2 separate regions of the Mus musculus genome follow, and region 1 is linked to region 2. Evidence: chromatin contacts called from public Hi-C data. All regions are on one chromosome and are shown on one strand. Each heading gives the region's core, a stretch centred on a gene start, on an enhancer-like site or on the middle of the called end of the contact. The rest is flanking DNA. Distances are from core to core; before and after follow the strand shown.

Region 1 (5,142 bases), core at 1,838-4,337, 360 kb after region 2:
ACAGGGGTGGGGAGGACTTCATTGATCTAAAAGCAAACAATGTGGCTCAAAGTCGCTCAAGAAAATGAGTTACCTTGTGGAGGGCTAGCCTTCCCTGTGCAATGGCAAAGACTCTCAGGAAAATGACAGTTACCTTATGGGGAGTCAGCCTGCCCTGTGCAATGGCTTGCTATCTGAAATTAGGCAATCAATTGCTTTTTTTTTTCTTCAAAGACATTGACTAGTCAGGCGCATCACTGTTCAAAATAGGCAGTTCCAGTAAATGGGGTCTGATACATGATCATCTCCATCTATTTCCATCTGTGTTTCAACAGTTACAGCCCTACTAAATAATATGTCTCACCCAAAACACCAGTGGTAAGGTGACTGACTCTTCCTGGGGTGACCTGATCCAAATGCCACACAGAAAAACACACTGTGGAGAGCTAAAAATAAATGCAGCTGGAGCGAGCACTCCTCTGTCTCATCTTCCACACTGGGGTATTATTCCAATTTTAATGATCTGCCTCGACTTTTTCATAAACTTGACACCTTTTGAAGGAAGGACAGGAAACCTATTGAAACACACTAATCTCCTTGAAATGTCTCTGGCTACAGAGCGGTGGGAATATATACTCTGCTGTAAAGAAGGCGAGGGGAGAATAAAGCAGTCATGACTGCATTGCTTCAGTGTGCTGTAATATACTGTCTTTGCTGTAGAGAGAGCAGGTACTTGGGTTGTAAGATTGTATTTTCATTGCTAAAGTATTTCTTTAAAAGAATGGAGAACATCAAAGTCTTCCACCATTACCCCACCTCTCCACCTCCAAACAAATCTTTTCTCTAAATATTTATGCTTCAAAACTTTGTGGGCAACCCAGTGCAGTCATTTGATTTCTGTATATCTGGCTGTCGTTTCTTCCCAAAGGAAAATGTAAGCATTTTCCCAAGAGTAGGAGCTCATTTATAAAGCTGAACTCCATTCTATACTGATTTAATATTTAAGTTTTGCCCCAAAAGGCATTGGAAGCACTAGAGCCGGAAGGCAGAGGCAGTGAAGAGGCTACTATGATCCGAGCAGTTTCCGTGCATGAGCTACTGTGTTGGGTGCATTCAGAGTTCTGACATCGGGGGCTGTGGAGGTGGCTCAGTGGGTAAGGCAGCTTGCTCTGCAAGCAAGAAGATCTGAGGAGAAATCCCTAGCACCTACATAGAAGTCAAGCATGGACACATATACCTATAATCCCATACTGTACAATAGAGACAAGCACGTCCTAGCAGCTCACTGTCTGGCCTACCTGGTTCCCCAAGAGGTAGAGAGCAAGAAAAGACAACACTGACCCCCTCCTCTGGCCTCCATGTGTCTATGTACAGGCATGCACACCTTCATGTGCACATGTGTGTGCATAAACACCCCCCCACACACACACACACACAGACACAGTTACAACATTTCAATTTTCTTCTGGCAAGGAGCTGGAGATGGAGCTCAGTGGTTAAGAGTTCTTGTTGCCCTTCTGACTTCAAGTCCCAGCACCTACATTAGAGAGCTCACAAGTACCTCCAGCTCCAGGGGATCCGATGCCATCTTCTGACCTCCACTGACCCCTGTACACCTCTCTCTCTCTCTTTCTCTCTCTCTCTCTCTCTCTCTCTCTCTCTCTCTCTCTCTCTCTCTCTCTCTCTCAAACACACACACACACACACACACATATAACAATCCAACTCTTCCAGCAAAATAGGGCAAGAACTAACATGTTCAACATCCAATATTTCCTATAAGAAAAAAATTAACATTCCAGCAAGCCCTAAATTCCAAATAATTCTTTGTGGAAAGAAAATGTTCCAAACCTCAAGGTCAAATTAATTTACTTGCCTTACAATCCACCAGTTATCTCTCAGGTTGGTGGCGTGAACCTGGAAGAGCGGAGCCTAAAAATGAGATGAACTAAAGTCTCAAGTCTCACGCAGTAGCCAACTTTACTCAGAGAGTTTGCACTCTGAGGGTTAAGAAGAGTCACCTGAGTAAGAACGCAACCACAGAAACAAGACCCTCATGGCAAAAACATGTTTTTCCATAGAGGCAGACAAACAAAGGATGTAACAAACAATCCGAAGTAAACTCACCCCTATCCAATACACCTGGGAGGGGCACCAGAGCACATTCCAAGAACAATGCTGTGCTTTGAAGAAACTGAGGTCCCAAGACTCTTGTCCTGTTTTCTTGGAGTTTCCTTACAAGCACTCAGAACTCTCACATGACTCTATTCTCAGACTGTGTTCCAACATCCATCAATTACTTAAACTTGTACCACACATTTGTCCCACTGTGTCTTTTGCCCAGTCCCTCAGCACACTGGCACCACCAAGAAGAACACATGCCAGCTACCTCCCAAGATACTCACATGCTAACATACATACGCCCCAGTCACAGCAGGTCTGAGCACCCAGGATGGGGGTGGAGGTCAGCAGATGTCCCCAGCAGCAACACTGCTAGGCACCCCCCAAGCTATGGCCAAAGCCCACATGGTCCTCCATGTTAGTGTGTCGCTTTAGAGGTTTGCCATGGGTTCTCTCCCTCTGTCGGACTTGCTTCAAAAGAAGGAAGGACAAATGGGAAAGCAAAGAACAAGGTGAAGAAAGATGGCTGAGGGCTTGAATCCTGGCCTTCAAGGCCAGAAAAGAGAAAGAACTCAAGCATACTTTGGGGCCAGAAAGCAGCTGGGTTAGGTGTGGGACTCTCTTCCTTCCACCTCAGCTGAGCGCCACATCCATTTAGTGAGATCATTTCATTAAAACTGATCAAACGCCCGCTTAGAGGTCATAGGAGTCTAAAGCATTAATGTTTTCTTGAATAAAATGACAATATTTCTGAAGCATAACGGCCGCATTTCTGAAAGGGGAAAAAAGCCAGACACACGGATTCTAAAATAGACAGCAACTGTGGTATGGGTTGTCTCGGTTAGATTTTAATGTCAACTTGACACAGTGTAGAGTCATCTGGCAAGAGGAAATCACAATTGAAGAATTGTCTCCACCATACTGGCCTGTGATCTTGTCTGCAGGACGTTGTCTTGGTTAATAATTAATGTAGTGGACAGTGCCATCCGTAGGCCTGTGGGCATGGGCTGTATAAGAAAGCCAGCCAAATGGTAGTCAGCAATTGAGCCAGCAAGCAGCGTGTCTCCATAAATTCTGCTCAGGCTTGACTTCCCGCCCTTCCCTCTGTGACAGGGTGGAATCTGGAACTACAAACCAAGTAAATGATTTCCTCGCCGCCGTGTTGCTTTTATTCAGAGTGTTTTTATCTCCGCAAGTAGAACAAAACAAGACAAGCCAGAATGGGGGCCACAGGTATATAATATGCTCAGACTAAGAGGACAAGAAACATTGCAAAACCAGGTTCTCTCCGTCAGGGAGCTACATCTGAGGCCAGGAGCCTGTGCTGGGCTTTGATCTGGGTAAACGCTTTTATGAATATATACCACAGTTCTTACACAACATGTTTGTTTGAGCACTTTTTGTATGTACCTTATGAAAGAAGGTTTTTTTTTTTTGGTTTTTAGAGACAGTGTCTTACTGTGCAACCGGAATGAGCCTCCAAAGAATGGAAATCCTGTCTCAAATCTTCCCAATGCTAGGGCTGTAAGTGTGAACAACACGTTAAACAACTTTTTTAAAAGAGGGATCTTAGTGATTTTGGCTTGAAGACATCTTATGACACAGAAAAATTAAGAAAATAGCACACGCTAACAAAGGGCAGCCACAGAAGGGCATGACCATGCATCTCTGAGCTATTCATTCTCCACAGGTCACAAATGCAATGTCAGACTCGTGGGCAAAACTAAAACAAAATAAAATCATTAGGGAATGATGGGCTTTGAGAGTTCATTATTTGTTTTGGAAAAGACATTTAATTGCATTCCCACATCACTTAATAGTTAATTACATATTTGTTTGGTGTCAATCATAAGACTCCTGAAACCAGTAGTGTCTCTGGTCGGTCATATGTAGGTATTTCCAGCATTATCAACAAAGGTCTTAACATGGATGATAAAGAGCTCCATCCAGCTGAATCCAGGATGCCAACTACCAACTGGCCACAATCTATTCTTATATATTCGGCGTTCTATAGCACTAACAACACAGCTGATTCTACATTGTAACACTCAGTGCTTAACCTGAATCAGTCATCTAGATTGCTCAAGTTTGGCCAGGGTGAAAGAGCCCCCAAGTTTATGTAGCCATGGTTCAAGGCTTACTTGATAGCCCAGGTCAGAGAGAGTTTAGCGTCATGTGGGAAGGAAGTGAGCAAGGAGGTTACTATCATGTGCATCGGGATGAGAACAGCTATTGACAAAGCCTGGTGCAGAGGAGGTCACAGTTGGGTATGAGAGGAGAAAGGTGTATTATCTAAGAGGAGCTATGGAAGCTAGGGTGGAGGGAGGGGTCAGCAAGCTCTAAGAGAGACACAAGATTGAGTAGTAAAGGACCATTAACAGCAAACACTGCTGTCTCAGGACTGTGGGAGCCCAACTTGCGTGGTCCCTAAGCCACATGAAATACATTCCAAAAATAAATTACAAAGGGGAAAAACTGTCACTCCTGCAAAATGCAAGGTTCTAAACAGGTATGCTGACACACACCTGTCATCCCAGCCATCAGTAGCTAGAGGCAGAAGAGTTCAAGGTCACCCTCAGCTGCAAACCAAGTTTGAGACCAGCTTGTGCTATTAGAGACTCTGTCTCAGGTAGGTAGACAGGTAGATAGATAGATAGATAGATAGATAGATAGATAGATAGATAGATTAGATAGGTAGATAGAGATTAGATAGATAGATAGATTAGATAGATAGATAGATAGATAGATAGATAGATAGATAGATAGATAGATAGATAGATAGATAGATTAGATAGATTAGATAGATAGATAGAGATAGATAGATAGATAGAGATAGATTAGATAGATAGATAGATAGATAGATAGAGATAGATTAGATAGATAGATAGATAGATAGATAGATAGATAGATAGATAGAGATAGATTAGATAGATAGATAGATAGATAGATAGATAGATAGATAGATAGATAGATAGATAGGTAGGTAGATAGATAGATAGGTAGACAGATAGACAGATATGGATAGAGGGATATATAGATAGA
Region 2 (4,926 bases), core at 2,258-4,757:
GGACTTGGCAGAACTCTTACTGTACTGTTCATTGGAGCCTATCTTCTTTTAGTAGATACACTGTGTCCAAACGTAGTTGGGAATTAAACATTTGACAGAGTGTAGAGGAACATTGTAGCACAACTTACCCTTTCTCCTCCCCAGACCAGTTATTCAAAGTCTTCAATTACTAAGTTTTTCCACTGATCTGCTGCAATAACCCACACTAGACTACCAAAAAACAAAACAAAAACAAACAAACAAACTCCAGTGGAAATAAGTTGCAGTGACTTTCTGCATTAACCCTCCAAACCATGTGACCTCCTCATGGTTGTTGCTATCTTTTTATTTATAGGGACAGAGCCCCTTTCATTTTTACTTCAGAGATGGAGTACTTTATTACTGAGGGTGGAAAAAACACACAGCATTTTCAAGACTTCGTGGAGCTTTGCTGCAGAGCTTACAACATCGTCAGGAAACACAGCCAGTTGATCCTGAGCCTTCTAGAGATGGTAAGTCCCTTGGAGAGTAGAAAGCTTCCATGGTGTCTCATCCAGCTGTCTACTTCTAATGGTTTGGAGTTCCCCCACCTCCATTTTAAAACAGTTTTTAACGCAGAAAGGAGTGAGCAAGCAAACATGTTTCTTGGCAACTTACAGTTAGTTCATAGTTTTCATCTTGGAAGTCACCAAACACAGAGTTACTAGTGCATTCAGAGGGGATCCCCATGCAGAGTGGATTAGGGCTCAGAAAAAAAAAGTCATTTTTAAACTAACTTCTTTGGCTGTATTGTCCCCATTTGACTTACATATGAAGTAAACTTCATAACATAGATGAGGCAGATTCATCCTGGCTCTTTTGTCTCAATATCTGCCTTTGAACACTTGAGCGCTATTCATTCATATTAAGAAATTCAGGGTCAAGAATACAAACTCTGGAGTTGGAGAGATGGCTCAGCGGTTTAAAAGCATAAACTTCTCTTGCACAGCACCCGAGTTCAGTTCCCAGCCCTCACACCCGGCAGCTCACAAGTCCAACAACTGCCTTTAACTTCAGCTCCAGGGATATGATGCACTTGTCTGTACTCCACAGGGACCTGCATGCAAATAGGCACAAAACCACATACACACACATGCACATTTACCTCACAACGAAATAAGTCTAAACATGTCACTGATGAGTTAGTGAGCAGACTGTAGATTGATGCGTTGAGTGTCATGCATTGGTTCTGCTGAGCTTTGGGTCCGGAAGGATTCAGTGTTTTCTCCCAATGTCCATAGCAAAGAGATGAGAAATAGTCATGTGGTAAAAGGAAAGAAGTGGCCAATAGAAATATCTTTTGGAAAATGATATAATGATTTCTTTAAGTGCATACATCCATTGTAACAATTACATCCATCCACAGGAGAGTAGCATACCACTAGTTTATCTATCTGTGTTTTTTGGAGTAAAAAATGGCTGGCTTAGAAACTTCAATTCTGCTAGTAGATGTTGAGGAGACAAATTTGGTGGTTGGATCTCCCTAATTTTGAATGCAGGCTTAGCATTTAAAGGTTAAATTTATACTTAACCTATGTACTGTTTCCATTTAAAATGAGGATAATAACTTTTACCTTATGGAATTGATGGATAAATTGCCTGATAATAAATGCATCATATGGACCAGGCATTATGCTAAGATATTAATAGATTAATTTTCATAACTCTAGCTGATAATTAACATAAAGGATTTATGATAGTATCTGCCATATAGTAGAGTTCAGTTAATTAATGTGATAATATAAGATAATTGTTAATTTACTTTAAATACTGTCAGGTTAGGAATATATTTCAGTTGGTAAAGTGCTGGCCCAGCACTGAAGACAATTGGCTGTGGTGCTACACACTTGTAATTCCAAAATGCAGAACCTGGGAGAAAGAGGCAGGAGGGTCAGAAGTACAAGGTCATCTTTGGTTACAAAGCAAGTTTAAAGCCAGCCTGGACTACATGAAATCTTGACTCAAAAATCAATCAACCAACCAATCAAAGCAATCAATTAAAAAATGAACTGACCATTACAAGATCACGCACTCACATGTAAAATTCAAATTAGTATTCATTAAAACTGAAGGGTCAATTTCTCAATTTTACTAATTACTTCATAATTCAGGGGGATTTTTTGTGTTCTTTTGGTTTGGTTTGGTTCAGTATTTTTTTTTTATTCTGTGATAGGAATTGAGCCTGCATCTCTCCTACTGAGTAACATCCCCAGGCATCAGGATCTCCAACTGTAGCCAGGAATTTTTCTTTATAGATCTTTGTTCTAGTTCCCAATTCTCTTTTTCTCTATTGCTTTTATGGGATGGCTTACAGCTCATAACAAGCTAATTCTATGACACAGAGAAAACTAACTCTACAAGCACTAAATCAAGGAAAATGACTTTATTTATATAATGAATTTCTAGGCACTATCAATTCTCATGTACTGTCAAACTCTGGCATGATCTAGTTGGACTCTCCCAAGATCTTACTCATGAGTCCATGAGCTCTCAAGAGCCTACTATGTGCTAGGAACTATTAATGAGAGGATAAAATATAAAACCTAGAGACTTAAAATTTTAAGTTGAAGAGTGATGATAAAATTTGTGCATATAAGTAACTGAGGATCCCAGCATTTGTAAGTGAAAATCATACTGTACTGGAGTGCACATACTGGGGTGTGTGGTTCTTGGTTTCTAGCCAGTTTCCCTGTTTTACTCCAGTATGTACATACTCTAGTATATAAGAGTCCTCTGTGACTCTTCAGATAAAGTCTTCAGTGGTTATTTCAGGACCACACACTGTCTAGCTAAAACCTCTTTTAAATTAAAACCAAATTTAAATTTGTAAAAAAAAAATTCTGCTTTCTATATACACATTTAATATGACCTTTTTCTCCATTCTGACTCTTGTGTTGATGTCTTTAAGCACAGTTCAATGCACTACACCATGACCCAGTTACAAGTTGAGAAATGCCTGGCCCGGGTCATCAAGGCTGGCTTCTGCAAATGATCAATACCCAGGATCATGAGGCACAGGCGTGCAGTCGGTTCAATGTGGAGTTAATGACCCGTCCCCAGCAGAAAGCATCTTGTTGCCAGATATCTGCTGTGCTTTTGTTTCCACATGGGAAAAGCAAGCAAGGAGTAATCTATGTAATTCTCATCTTGCTTAAAAGCAACATCTGTAGGAGACCCAAGTGTGCTCCTGGCTGAGTTCACCAATATAAAAGCCTGTGCCTCCTCAGCTCTTCTCCCATTAAAAAAATCAATATGAACTATTATGGAAGACTCTCAAAGAACACAGGGACCATTCACCGGCTTCAAATGTTTATCACTCCCATTATTATATCAGAGATTTCCCAGCAGAAATCTTTCTCGATTCCCTATATGGTAAGGAAAGAGCACTGCTTCCCTAAGCGAAGCTATTAAAAGAGAGCTGGACTTAGTAGCAGGAGAATAGAAACAAAACAAAACTCCTGTCCTTAAAAACACATGACTCATCCATCCAGTGTTGGCTCATATCTGTACCAGCTGCCTTTTCTCTTCCTGCTGCCCCAGTTACACATATCACCCATGCACTCTGTACAAAAACACTGAAACACAGTTGCATTGGATCAGATACAGCTAAGTGGAAGATGATAGATAGATAGATAGATAGATAGATAGATAGATAGATAGATAGGTGGCTTTGTATTTTATTGTATTATAAAGACTCAAAGACTCCTTTCAAAGGAATAGGACAGGAAACGAGACTTGTTACATATATTCAGTCATATGATGGAAAGAGAGTTGGACTCATCGGTTTTGTCATAGTATGCATGTGTCAGCAGATAGATAGATAGATAGATAGATAGATAGATAGATAGATAATAGATAGATAGATAGATAGATAGATGATAAAAATATATAAATTGGCAGAGGAGAAAGTAAGTATACTATGTGACCCAATAAAAATATTTGACAGAGTCCTGAACAAGCTATTGTGAGTCCAGAGAGACTAGAATGTAATTCAGACTCCACAGAACTCTGTTCTTAGCAAATAAATGTTCATGCAGTGGTTAAAACAAGAATCTTTCTCAGTCAGTCCATAGACATCTCTGAAACATCCAGTGCTAGACAAGAAAAAAGCTAATCTAGATTCTACTTGCCATAGGAAATGTGTAGCTCTAGAGCTGAGTTTTGTTATTTAGTAGTATTAAGTTTGCCATAGTGAGGCTTTAAAACATAATAATACTTAGTGTTTCTCTAATCATTTATTCATTCACCTATGCAGTCATTATGCACTAGATGTTCAATAGATTCCACTTGCTAAAAAAGCACCATGCTAGTGCTTAAACAATTTCAATACAAAGTAAAGGTCCAGTTGTCTTCTCAAGGAACTTCATATCTGACATGAACAAAAATGATCAAAACTGGAAGATAGGACTTTAAAAGTGGTCAAAGTAAGATAAAGACTTCCAATAGTCAAGAAAGGAAAAGAAAAGGTATTCTTAGCCAGGATATATATACATAGTTATATAGTTATATAATTATGTAGTTATATATAGTTTGAGAGAGAGTTATATATAGTTATATAGTTTTATAGTTGTTGAAGAATTAACTAGATCATATATATATTTATATATATATGACTGATAAGAGTTTCCAAGTTTTACATTATGAAGGAGTGTAAAGACAGAGTACAGACACCACTGAGTAGTGCATAGGGAGATGAAAAAATGACCAAGTGTTTGTAGTGAAGAGAGTACCATCATTTTGCTCAGATTTTGGGCTCACAATTCAGAAGTTATGACAGTAATTTATTTCCACCATCAGGTGTAAAGAAAAGTTAGCGAAACCATTTAGGCATCATATAGATGTAAATTGCTGTGATAATGCCTGCAGTGAAGGCTGGGAAGGAATGTAGCAGGCTGCTAAGTGTTTTTA

What was found. A called contact is a pair of places that touch in the nucleus more often than the background predicts.
Region 1: a contact with region 2 is called in a Hi-C map of liver, with 2.8 times the contacts expected there. The contact joins two enhancer-like sites. A contact is called at or near these places in 6 of 484 Hi-C or Micro-C datasets (cortical neurons, embryonic stem cells, liver and 1 more), 1 of 115 datasets of contacts at active chromatin or transcription factors (heart atrium) and 1 of 9 other capture datasets (embryonic stem cells).

The regions. Positions count from the first base shown.
Region 1 is chr6:140,236,409-140,241,550 of GRCm38.p6, forward strand. No RefSeq gene overlaps it. Among named protein-coding and RNA genes, the nearest start is that of Gm38917, 47 kb to the right of the region's middle. Within about 2 kb of position 3,088, at least 6 of the 459 cell types and tissues checked have an H3K27ac peak or open chromatin away from gene starts, as enhancers often do. A contact at or near this core is called in liver, where this site is marked.
Region 2 is chr6:139,874,969-139,879,894 of GRCm38.p6, forward strand. It overlaps Pik3c2g (phosphatidylinositol-4-phosphate 3-kinase catalytic subunit type 2 gamma), which reads left to right. Exons shown (of 34, transcript NM_207683.3): 26 at 335-491. Among named protein-coding and RNA genes, the nearest start is that of Plcz1, 160 kb to the right of the region's middle. Within about 2 kb of position 3,508, at least 40 of the 459 cell types and tissues checked have an H3K27ac peak or open chromatin away from gene starts, as enhancers often do. A contact at or near this core is called in liver, where this site is marked.